Linked DNA regions of Triticum aestivum: region 2 is linked to region 1. A link is a contact called in public Hi-C data. All regions are on one chromosome and are shown on one strand. The core of a region is the stretch at or near the end of the contact, and the rest is flanking DNA. Distances in the headings are between cores, read along the strand shown.

Region 1 (6,642 bases), core at 3,136-5,635:
GCAGGGCGTCGCTGCCAGGCAAAAGTGACAAATCTAACCTATGAACAAAACTATTTCACAAACTGAACTATGTTGAAAAAAAATCACCCAACTGACCTTTTTGTGTAGCGCCCGATATGTAGGCGTCACACTATATTGTGCAACGCCTAACTCTCAGGCATCACACGCCTCCCCAGTGTCGCACCCCAAACTGCCTGAAAAATGTTAAGTTAATGTGCAAATGCCTGAGAGCTAGGCGCTACATTATACAGTGTAGCGTCTAGAGTATAGGCGTTGCACTAGTGACTGGTATATTTAAGTCTTTCACCCAACGTTACAGTGTGGACACACTAAACAGGGCAAGCCCATGCATGCATGGCACGGTGTGGACCCGGCCCAAAACTTTTGTCGACTTACCATGCTCATATATAGTAATATACTTGTACCACTTTTCTCATGCATGCATGTATGAAAGCACATGCCCATCGAGACGTTCCGCGTGTCGTACCTTCGCCTCCAGCCTGACTTTGTGCATGGATTTGCATTTCACATGCTGCACAACGCCTACACACTAGGCGCTACACTATGCAATATAGCGTCTAACTCTCAGGCGTTGCACGTTGACTTAACATTTTCAGGCAGTCTGAAGTACGATACTGGCTAGACGTGTGACGCCTGAGAGCTAGGCGTTGCATAGTGTAGTATGACGTCTAGATATCGGGCGCTACAAAAAAATCAGTTGGATGAAAAAATTTCAACACAGTTCAGTTTGTGAAATAGTTTTGTTCATAGGTCAAATTTGTTATTTTTGCCCGCTGCCAGGCTCTGAGCAAGGAGCATGTGCCTTTCGGCACGGTAGCTCACGCCAAACTCCACAATGGATCATCAAATCGTCTGCAAAATCTGGATCGTAACAGTTCGGACATTTTGTCATCATAATTCTTCAGACAACTTTAGAAGTTCAAGATCGAACAAATCAAAACCAAATTAAAAAGGTTTGAGGGAGTTTGGACGTCCGTCACCTCGAACTTCGACATCCCGGCCCAACAAAATACCCTGCCCAGGGCCCTTTTTACCCACACGCTCCCCTGCAACATGGAAGTGATTCATGATCGCGAGGTCACTACTCTATCGATGGCATTATTGCGGTGCATATGCACAACTGAAAAGTGCTTCTTGTTCCTCTACAATGACCATTTCATTTGTTTTGCTCAATGTTCTACAAGTTGACAATTTTATTTGTTTTGCTCAATGTTAAGACGAAGAGCACCCTTCGATGGGCATAGCAACTAAGATCAACAAATTCAATCTCAATACGTCTGACGATGATGCCCGACGACATGTCATCGTCGTGAATCCGAAGGAACAGGCAAGTCTACTCGCCGGGATGGTCCATTTAATCCCAAGCCCCATGAAACAAAAATGTTGTCAGCTCGGATCATCAGCAGCCAACTAAACATGCCATGGCAACTCTTCGCATCAGCAGCCAACTAAACATACCATGGCAACTCTGCTCATCAGCAGCCAACTAAACATACCATGGCAACTCTGCTCATCAGCAGCCAACTACCCCGGTAAACATGCCACAGCAAGCAAAACAAGAAGGCAAATAATTTCCCTGGACGACCCGGTATCGTTCAGTAAAGTAGTTATATCATATACTAGCACCAAAAGGGTAAGAACCCTAACATGGAAAACTTGAGAACAACCAGAAACGAATTCTTCTGCTGACTGACAATCACAAACATCATGCCTGCCTACTGCTGTGCGCACTGCACCCGCTGGCCGCCGCCGCCGGGCATGTCCTCATCCTCGTCGTAGGCCTCCTGTGCCTGCTGCTGTTGCCGCCTCCGCATCTCCTCCTCAATGTCGATGTCATAGGCCATCGTCTCCTCGCACTCGTCCAGCTCCATGTCCGTGTACTGCGACGCCGGCTTGGGCGGGAGGACAGTCTCGAGCGCCTTGCACTGGTCCAGGTTCAGCGAGTCGGGGAAATCCACCGTGAAGTGGATGTACAGCTTGCCCTTCATGAACGGCCTCTGGTACATGGGCATGCCCTCATCGTTGATCGCCTTGAATGAATCTGTAGAAACATTTGGATAGATGATGAGCATCAGTTGAATACCTATCTGAGCCAAATCAGATGATCATTCCAGGTTGAATTCATCAACACTTACCAGGCTTGACCACTTCGCCAGGGTTGGACTTGATGAGCAGCTGCCTGCCGTCCAAATGAGCCAGGACATACTGGAAGCCACACAGGGCCTCAGTCAGGGTCAGGGTGTGCTCGTAGAAGAGGTCATCACCCTTCCGCTTGAATTTGGGGTGCTCCTTCTGCTGGAGGACGAAGATTATGTCTCCAGTAACGGTATCAGGCTGCATGACACAAGCAGACAGATCAGACAAGGTAACAGGCACAACACATACAGAAAAACATAGTACTCATACTGAAGTTCGACGCATACCGCTTCATCCGCCTCGCCGGGGAAGGTGATCTTCTGTCCATGCTGCATTCCCTTCTCAACCACCACCTCCAGGACTTTCTTCTCGTGCACCACCTTCTCACCTTTGCACTGCCCACAGCGATCCTTATCGCTGATGGTCTCCCCACTTCCCCTGCACTCGTTGCAAGGCTGCTGCATTTGCTGAATCATTCCTGGTCCCAGCTGCCTTATCTGCACCTTGTAACCAGCACCTTGGCAGCCGGCACACTTCATGGAAGCCCCAGACTTTGAACCCTTGCTGCAGGACAAACGAGCACAATTAAAATTCAGAACTTCATGAGCCAGTAAATTCGAGGTTACACGCACAAGGGTTAAAACAACTTACCCATTGCACTTGGAGCAGAGCACATTGCGGGCAAGAGAGAGCTTCTTTGATGTTCCATTGTACAACTCCTCAAGGCTAACCTTGAGAGGATGAACCACATCCTCACCCCTGCGCTGCCTCCTGCCCCTACTGCTCCCGCCACCTGTAGGACAATGCAATGGTTAAGTCAGATCAAAATACAGGCAGACCACAATGGCAACCAGAATGGTTAAGTTGGTCACATAAGATTTACCTCCAAAGGGGTTGCCGCCACCACCAAAGAATGACTGGAAGATGTCGAAAGGATCATGCATTCCTCCACCTCCCATTCCCTCCTTGAGGGCATCCTCACCATACTGGTCATAAATTTCTCTCTTCTCAGGATCACTCAGGACCTCATAAGCCTGAGCTAGCTCCTTGAACTGCAATATGACAAATCGTTAATAAGCCAGCTCAACCAGAAAACAACATCTGACGCAAACAGGTTATAACCAGGCAAGGCATCAGTACCCACTACCCAGCAAAGCTTGACTGACCCAAGCACCAGTACACAGCTTTAGTTTAGCTAGGTTGATACTCCCTCCGTTACATAGCCTATATTTGGAATCTCTAAAAGGTCTTATATTTAGAAACGGAGGGAGCACATGTCAATAGGAATTAAATAAGTTACTCACTCCATTCCATAATATAAAAGTGTTTCGTATACTACACTAATGTGTTTTTTACACTATACTATCTCAAAAACGATCTTATATTATGGGATGGAGGGAGTATGTGCCTAGTAAAACATTGCATAATGTCTCAACAAATGCATTGGTCATTCTATTTTTAATCATCGTCAACTATTGAATTGCCCACTGACAGTTGCGAACAGTAGGCAATTTAACATACACACGGATTACTCCTACATCATCATCAATTCAACAAAACCTACCTGCATATGCTACAAGCTTCTCATGAATTGCTCAATTAACATCTAAAATCATACGTTATGCTAATTTCAGGTATGTGAACAATTACAGAAACGCATGTATAACAGTATAAGGACGATTTCAAGGATTCCTTGCCGAATGTTAAATCAACTAAATGTTCATTTTAAAGCCGACCGCAATCATCACCACGCATAATTCTTCCCCCGCCCAAACCTACCTATCAAACACACATCCACGAATTCCCGTCGAATTCTACATCCCCGCGGCCCCGGGCCAGATCCGCCTGCCGTACCAAATCTACCAGCCTAGTAATCCCTATCGGGAACAGATCGGTAGTAGAGGGATGAGAGATCCGGCGGGCGCTCACCTTCTCGGGGTCGCCGCCCTTGTCGGGGTGGTTCTTGATGGCGGCCTTGCGGTAGGCCTTCTTGAGGTCGTCCTGGGAGGCGTCCTTGGGCACGCCCAGGATCTCGTAATAGCGCGTGCTGTCGCTCTTCTTCGGCGGCCCGCGCCCGAACATCGCGCCGAAAATCCCAAGCTCCGCGGAGAGGACGAAGACGAAACCCTAGCTGGTTGATCCGGTGGAAGCGAGGTCGCCGGTCGGGATCGGTTTGTGAGGAGAGGTGGGGGAGGGGGGGCGGTCCTAGTTATAGCGGAGCGCGGGACGGGTGGTCGGGAGTGAACGCTCTCGAAGATGCGGGAGGACGGGGGAGAGGCGGGCGCGGGCCGTCGGATCCGGATCGGGCGGTGGTTGGAGGGGAGGGCCGAGCTTCCAGATGCTTCCGGGTTGTTCTGGCGAAAGGACCGGGAGGGCTGGGGCGACGCGGGTTCGGGGAAGGGGAGCGCGTGGTTGAGTTTGACTCCGGTAAAGAGGACCGACCTGGGTACTGTCACGGTGCGGACGCCGTGTGGATGCGGGTCCGGTACGGCTACGGTGGAACCCGATAGGGAGATCCTCGCTCCAAAGATCCGGTAAACATCGATTCGACAAGGAAGTACCCGTATGTTATAGCAATCGCGCTTAGATCACAAATGAAAGATGGGTATTGAAAATCTTAAAAATCCACAGGTTCCCAATTTTAAAAGAACTGCATCCAAGATAGCGGATCCAGCCGTAGGTGCCTCTATATGGGCTTCGGGTAACCAAATATGACGGCGCCTCAATATGGGCTTCGGGTAACCAAATATGACCACATTGACGGCAAAAGAGGTGAAAAAAGCAAACCATAGAAAAATTTGACGCTGCTCATTAAATTCAGTGGTTAATAAAATAGAAGGGTGCGGGTTCGGGGAAGGGGAAGGTGTGGTTTAGTTTGACTCCGGTAAGAGGACCGACCTAGCGACTTGGGTGCTATAGCGGTGTGGGCGCGGGTGCGGCTGGATCTTATTTGGCGCCTTCAGTGTCTGTTTTTACTAACCGACGCACCCACCTTTTGTGCGAACCAATTTGTGATTGGATGGTTAGAGGGACTATGGTATCTTCAGCCCACCAAGGTTCAAATCTTGATGCTCACATTTATTCCTGGATTTATTTCAGAATTTCCGGCGATGCACATTCAGTGGGAGTAAATCTTAAGATGACATGCCGGCTCAGTCTTTCGGAGGTGCTGTAGAGTGTGCGTGTGTGCATTCATAGAGGTGAGTGTATGTGCGTGCATATGAGCGCCTGTGTCTGCCAATGTTCAAAAAAGACGCACCCACCTTTCGTGTTGGGCTCGATCCATTTACTTTTTTTTTCTTTCTCCTTAGCTCTGTACGCTCGCAGGGGACCTCCTATATGACGCATGAGGTGCTAGAGCATGAGGCGCTCCCCTAGCGCTGTGGCGTGCACCCCCGCGGCCCGGGAGCTGTTGGGCCGGCCCATGCACGGGGCCGGGCGCCTCCTTTTTTTCATTTTCATTTTTTCCTTTTCCTTGTTAATTTTTTTATTCTACACTAAATAATTTGGGATTCGTTTTCAAATTTTAAAACATTTTGAACTGTGAATTTTCATAAAACAGTTCTTGAATTCAAAAATGTTTGCAATTTAGAAGAATGAACATCTTTTATTTGATTGTTTTTTTAATAATGATGAACATTTTTTATATTTCATGAACAAATTTGGAATTTGATAAAAAATTGAAAATGATGAACAAATTTCGAATTTGGTGAACATTTTTTTAATTCACTGAAGAAAGTTTGAATTTGATGAACATTGTTTAGATCCTGACAAACAAAAAATAAATTCGATGAACATGTTTTGAATTAGTGAGCTTTTTTTTACATTGATGAACATTTTTGAATTTAATGAACAATTCTTTTTGAAAATTTGAAAATAAAAAAGGCAAGAGAAAGTGAAAATTTGAAAGAAAAAAAACAGGAAAAAAAAAGAAAATACGAAAGAAGAAAAAAATGAAATCACTAATTGAGGAGTATCCCTTCCAAAGATCACTCCCAATACTCCAGGTTGCGACAAGTGGTGTGCTGCACGTACGCCACTTGTCCCAACCTGAGAGTTTTTCCTTTTTTCATAGATCCGTTTATTTAAAACGTTATATGTTTTAAACCATGCGTCCAAATCTCAAACCGTTTTCACCCTTGAATTCCTCGCATCAAATTCTTCAAAACTAAATCCCATATTGACAGGTTTTGAACCCTTTTTTTACGAAAAAGCAGACAAAAAACCAAACCATGAGCAAGTTTTCCCCCTTTTCGGAAGCCGTTTCTGAGAGGCAGGCCGTGCCTTTTGCGAAAGCAAATCAATGCCTCTCATGAAAGCAAAATCATGCCTCTCATGAAGAAAAAAGAGAAAACGTGCGCCTTTCGCGGAAGTAAAATCGTGCCTCTCATGAAAAAAACATGTTTTTTCTGTTTCTGAGAGGTACAGCCTTGCCTTTCATCGAAAAAAAAGAATATATATACATATTTTGTTTTCGAGAGGCTC
Region 2 (6,609 bases), core at 2,443-4,942, 210 kb before region 1:
GTTATAGCATGAATAAAAGACTATTATCATGAACAAAGAAATATAATAATAACTTATTTATTATTGCCTCTAGGGCATATTTCCAACAACGACATGCGGCAACGACGAGCTTTCAGCAGAAGGGTGGCATGGGGGCTACGACGCTGGTGCTGCAACGAGCAGCGGCGCAATGGGACGGGGTGCTGTTGCCCCTCGTCGGAGCGCAAGCGCGTGGGGGGCGAGGGCAGAGATGCTCGCGGGAAACAGGAAGGAGGGGATTTCTGTTTGCGTTGACCAACGCGAGAGGAGGAGATGGTTCAGCGAGAGGCTACAAATCACCGGATCGGAGGAATAAGAATGAGGCGGGGTTAAGTGCCAGATCAGATGGACCCAGCTCGCTGCATCGGGCGGCTGGCGTTTGACCGGCCAACTGTTGGGCCGGCGCACCGGTGCAGATAACGCCCTTATAAATATACATCTCCTTCATGATTTATGCATATATCTTCATTATTTGGTATGTTTTGCAAACTAACGTCTCATTCATAAATCACATAAAAACATAAATTATGTCCTTCATGTGTCACAAGCACGTAAGGTCCATTTTCCCCGAAGTCATTTGTTTGCTCCCACGCTGCGAATTTGTTGGCGGTGTGTTACGGTGTTCTTTTTGTCAGAAAGAAACACAAGAGAAAAAAAATCTACCAACACCTGTCACAACATAGAAAGCCATTGAAACCCTCTCCTCTAGCAATAAGGCACCCTGCCACCCAATTCTCAATGTTGTGCTACAGTGGAAGTTGATTGATGTTGTCGTTTTATCAACTTTAAGATTCCCACAAGTTTGAATGATTTGTGTTTGCTTGGTTGTAAGGAGGAAACATGTGGAAGATGTCGGTGTTTCTCACGACTTATTTGACGTCACACGAGAGTCACGCTCTCAACACGCATGGTTCCAAACTATAGCGATTCTTTCATTTGTATTTATGTATGTATTACCCTTTTGCTGTTGTGGAATATCGCGTAGATTTCATTTATTGTTCCGTTATGACGCACGGGTATTTAGCTACCATAGGAGGACAACTGCATAGCCAACGCCGCACCCTTTCTTGTCGCATACAAGTGTTGATGCTCCAGTAGGGACACATGCTTAACATCTATTTGTGCGTATTATAACTAAGCGCTGAGTCATCAGAGATAACAAAATCATCGGAGCAGAAGAAAAAGGAGCCGCTTTCATCAGAGTACTACATAGACAAAGCATTTAGGTGCTTCACAGTGCGACGCTATCTTCTCTGCCTCGGTGGACAGCGTGCTAGCAGCAACCCACGACAGGTCCTCCACGGATGGACGCCCTTGTCGGGCCATCACAACAGGATGAATGCGGCACCGGCCCCAACCAATCACCCAAAATGCCCATGGTTCGTCGAAAGCAACCGCGGAGCCCAACCACACATGTAAAACACACACACAAGCGACATTCAACACTCAGAAAACACGCACTGGCAGCAACTCTGAATAAAACGGCTCAGTCCAACACATGCTCTCCCACTCGGGGTGATTCAGATTTTAGAGAGTTCTGCAGGTACATACATACATCCGTGGACCATGGTGGCTCTTTGCAACTGCAACCAAGGGTGTGTTTGGGTCGCGGCACATATTTGGTTCACATAATGGCGACAGGTGCGACGAACCCGATGCTGAACCCGAACAAGATGCAGGTCAGCTCCTCGTTCTTGTCTCCCAGCAGCTTCATCTGGAGACTGTAAGAACCCTGAAGCACATCACAGCAACACAAAACGTCAGGATGTCTAGATGTGATCTTACTTGCAGCGGCCTATTGAGCCCCTTGTCTGTCACAAGCACTACAAGGGAAAATATCTAGACAAGTTCGGCACCGAAACTGAATGTGCACTGCGGGTATGCTTACTGGTGGGGTGTAAGATGGCAAAGTCTGTTCGCTGGCTAGTACGAATTCGCCCGTTGCGGGACAGGGAGTCCCAGCACACAAGTCGTGAGTCTCTGAATCGACGTGGAAAAAGAAGTACCACACATCTACCACCAGCTTCCCTTTGGTGATGGTTTTATCTGCCAGGTGTAAACAATAGTAAAAATGTATCAGGGAGATTCAGAGCAAGGAAGCAACTAGAAAAAAAAACATTCTAGTTACAGAAAAATACTGTGAAATATGGGTGCATGCCGCTCATGCGTGTGTGTGCGTGTGCAGACACTAGTAGCAGATCCACGATAGACTAGGCCCAACAGACAAAAAGAATCTATATTTCAGCAGAAACCCTGCCAGATCCACATCACAAAAATTTCAATATTAAAGCCCTAGCGACCATGGTACTAACTATGAAGTGGAATATATAAAGTGTTTTGCAGGAAACACATGTTACAACTCACATTTCTTTCACCTATTGGCTATCAGAACAACTAACTGGGACATACTCCTACAAACCATTTCGGTTGACATGTCAGATGAATTTTAAGAGACTCAGGAAGCCTTGGCAAACTCAAATACAAGCATCGACAAACACAGGGAAGTCGTGAAAGTAAGGCCGATAAACATGCACGCATTACTGCAATTTGCGGCCAACAAATATTGGACGTTCCACAATCCAAACATGCAGGTGCAAAATATAGAAAGACAGTAACAGCTGCCTTGTCCAAACTCCAAAGAAGTCTTACAAAAACACCTAAAGAGACATATTCCCCAAATCTCAGTTCCTAACACACCACATTAGGTCCTTCACAAAACTCCAATTCGGTTGAAAACTTGAAATGTTACCGCGGACATGACTAATTCACATATAACAGTACATGGATAGGGCCAGCCAAACCTTCAGCAGGGCACTAATTTGATTGCTCGAAAAAATTGACACATCAAAAAACAAGCAAAAGTGCATCGATTTGATCTGACTACCACATACACACGGAGACACCGATCTAAACTCTGGAGTAGGCTGCTACCAACAATAAGCCATAACAAGGAGTACTCTACTAACAAGCTACTCCCTCCGTTTCTAAATACTTGTCTTTCTAGGCATTTCAACAAGTGACTACATACGGAGCAAAATGAGTGAATCTACACTCTAAAATATGTCTACATACATCCGTATGTACTAGTCATTTGAAATGTCTAGAAAGACAAATATTTAGGAACCGAGGGAGTAGATTCAAGTTGGCCGACAGCAGTCATGAGCACACCGCGCCACAATTCACAAGCCAAATCGCAAGGAGTTCAGGCTATTCGACGAAATCTTACCGGTGGAGGCGGAGATCTTGAAGGTGGCGGGCTCGCCGCGCACGACGGGGTCGGGGACGATCTCCACGCCGCTCACCTTCACCGGATAGTGGCGCCCCTTTTCTGCGGAACCAAACACCAACAGAAGCTCGCATCGCATACACAATCCGCGGAATCTCAAAAGTCAAAACGGGGACGATTTAGCCGCGAAAGGAGAGCTCGGAGCACTCACTGCAGTACTCGAAGTCGGCGGCGGCGGCGCAGGAGGCGGAGAGCAGGAGCGCCGCGGCGAGGAGGAGCAGGTCGCGGAGGCGGCGGTCGGTCGCCATCGCTGCGAACCAAAGCTCTGCGGTGTGGCGACTAGACCGGCAGGCAGGCAGGTGGACGCGAGTCGTGTCGCTGAGCAAGTGGGGCCGGTCAATCCAAGGAGAGAGATGTTGGCAGCAGTGTGTGTATGTGGAGGCCTATTTGGGCCTTGACATTGTCATTGCGTGCAATTGAGGTGGAGGCAAATCTCAAAACAAAAAAAAAACACGGGTGGAGGCCTTCAGTTGAGTTTTACTGTACAAGCCTGCCTGTTTTTCTGACATGCTTATATAAAACAAACAAAAATCTGTGTTTTTGCCTAGGGATGTAAGTGGCAAATAAATGACTTGACATTCCTATTTTTGCCCTAGAAAAATCTGTGTTTTAAAAGTTCGATTCAATGAGGTCAAAATAAAATAATTTTTTTACCATCTCTTTGAAGATCCATATCCTTATGGTAGTTTCGAAATCATACTTTTTAAAATAGATTGTCACTTTTAAAATATTTGGGATTCAACTTGAGTGTCTTTTTTAGATCGGATTCAACTTGAGTCGTGGAGCTATGATGTATATGAGATTATTGTTAACACCACTTGGTATATCCCGTGATTCCTACCTATCTGAATTCTAATTGGAAGCCCATTGTTCAACTTGCACACGCTGCGTGGGCCTATGGGGCTGCAGGCGCTGCAAATCGGCTGACCAAAATTTGTGGCCACCACACTTCTACGTAGTTGCTCCCTTTTTTTGTATTAAGAAGAAAAACACCAAATAGCTAAATATAACCACCTTCGCATCGTAAGGCTTAATGGGGTGCTGAATAAAACAACGGAAATGTTAACGCCCACACGCGTGGGCTTTTGCATCTCGCCCACACGCGTGGATCCGCGTCCGTTCGTGAGCGCACGAATCTTGGCATGTTTCTAGTGCCACGTAGGACAGGCCTGGTGTGTGGGCGTTCAGCCGGTCGCCCACACGGCCGTTTCACCACACAGGAGGGACTGGCGTGTGGGCGTTCAGCAGTTCGCCCACACGCCACTTTGCACGCACACACAAGGGCTAGTGTGTGGGCATTTGGCATCTTGCCCACACGCCCTTCTCCTCTCCCACACCCAAGCTGCTAGTTGCCATGTGTTTTTGCACTGCACATGGCAACTGCCCCTAGTGTGTTTTTATAAACAGGTGGCAACTCTTTTTTTTTACCCGAATTTGCCATGTGTTTTGCAGGGTACACGGCAACTGCCTAGTGTGCACGTAAGCAGATGACAACTCTCTTTTACCGAGTTGCCATATGTTTTTGCATGGTACATGGCAACTGACCTAACGTGCATGTACATGACAACTGCCCTAACGTGCACGTAAGCAGATGGCAACTCTTCATTTTTACATGACAACTGCCCTAACATGCTTGTGAGCACATGTCAACTCTCTCAACTGGCTAGTGTTAGTATGTGGCAACTCCTAAAGTTATGAAATCATGGCAACTACATTAGATCAGACCATACATGGCAAGTGCAGTTGAGCAACCATGGCAACTGCAGTTGTCCGACATGGCAACCGTAGTTCAGCGACATGGCAACTGCAATTAAACGAACATGGACGAGGGTCTGGACCATGGCAACTGCGGGCGCGCGGTGACCGTCACGCGTGGCGTGCGGGACCAGGAGGTACGAGGCCTAACATATGGGCATGTGGGCGTTATCAACTTCGCCCACACGCACGCGTGTGAGAGGGATCGGGAGGGGGGGGGAAGAGACGTGTGGGCGCTAATTGTTTTGCCCACACGTAGGTATGTGGGCTGCTCCTCTTATACACCACACAAAATATATGGGCGGACTTCCTAACGCCCACACGTGTGGCACTTATCGGCGTCCTAAAACAATAGGTTCATGGACCAATTCTCTATTTATTTCTTTTAGTAAAAAGACACTTGTTTTCCATTAGAATGGTCTTTCACGCTATTGCTGGGTTTCTGGGTATTTTATGGCTTACTAGCAAAGTATGTGTGCTAGGCAATAGATCTAAGGAGACGAATACATGTTCATAATCTCGAAAGAAAATCAATAAAATTATGTTAGGGTTTGCCCAAATTTTATTCCTCCTATTTGTTTGGATGAGGTGGGGGAGGGCATAGAGTCACGGGGTCATTATAGGGGTTTTCTGCAAATGTGCCTGGTTTGGAGATACTAACGAGTTTTCTGCAAATGTGGCACAGATTCACGGGGTCATTTTGCAAAATACCGCATCTTGTCTCGCATGCCTTATATTAGGTGTAGATTGGATAGTCAGAAATGACTGGCAAGATCACGAACATACTCTTTTATAGGAGTAGATAAATGAATATTGATGGTACTTAGATTCTAGATAAAATGTTGATCAAAAAATTGTTTTTATCCAATAGACTAGAGGAGATCACATTGCAAAAATGAAGTTGCAGGCAAAGATCTAGTTACCAGGCGGAAAACTCGGTTATCGCCCGGTAACTGTGAATTCCCGATACCTCACAAGAAATTGCCTGGCTGAGCAAAAAAAAACCTAATTCATGAATTTGAATGAATTTAAACTAAATTTTGTTGCATTGAATTTCATTCAAAAAATCATCTGGTAACCGCTCGGTATTTTCTGGTTAACGTGGTAACCAGAAATCTCGGTGCACAATGAGTTTTTTTTTTTGCATCCGGAATTGAAATCCTTTGTTGCAGGCAGGGAAGGAAAATGACACCTTGTTCGAAGTGAGACAACTGTGGCATTTGATTTCCACGTTTTTTGAAAGGCTCATAAAGATATATCGACGGGTCTTTTTTGCGACTAATTTACAGAAAATGGCATGGGCTGAACGAAGTACTGAAATTTGCAATAAACAGAGACAAAATTGTACTTCCTCTGTTTTTATTTAATCTGCATTTTAGCTTTGCTCAAAGTCAAACTTTGTAAACTCTGAACAAGGTGTCTGTTTGTTAAAAACAGACGTGGGCGTTCTGGGTCTTTTTCGACCGCCTTCGTTTTTCTACGACGTCAGCTGGTTAAAAAAATCGCTGGCTGTACGTCTGGATTGCTGGACCACTAACAGTAACAGTACC

Evidence for each region. A called contact is a pair of places that touch in the nucleus more often than the background predicts.
Region 2: a contact with region 1 is called in a Hi-C map of leaf, with 5 times the contacts expected there. The contact joins the promoter of LOC123105331 here to the promoter of LOC780632 in region 1. A contact is called at or near these places in 2 of 5 Hi-C or Micro-C datasets (both in leaf) and 1 of 1 datasets of contacts at active chromatin or transcription factors (leaf).

What each region holds. Positions count from the first base shown.
Region 1 is chr5A:613,083,621-613,090,262 of IWGSC CS RefSeq v2.1, reverse strand. LOC780632 (dnaJ protein homolog) reads right to left here and starts at 4,385. Exons shown (of 6, transcript XM_044527379.1): 1 at 4,087-4,385; 2 at 3,041-3,209; 3 at 2,809-2,950; 4 at 2,445-2,721; 5 at 2,157-2,355; 6 at 1,616-2,062. The coding sequence starts at 4,239. The coding sequence ends at 1,737.
Region 2 is chr5A:613,290,145-613,296,753 of IWGSC CS RefSeq v2.1, reverse strand. It overlaps LOC123105331 (MD-2-related lipid-recognition protein ROSY1), which reads right to left and starts at 3,692. Exons shown (of 4, transcript XM_044527380.1): 1 at 3,456-3,692; 2 at 3,245-3,346; 3 at 1,907-2,064; 4 at 1,457-1,750. The coding sequence starts at 3,552. The coding sequence ends at 1,643.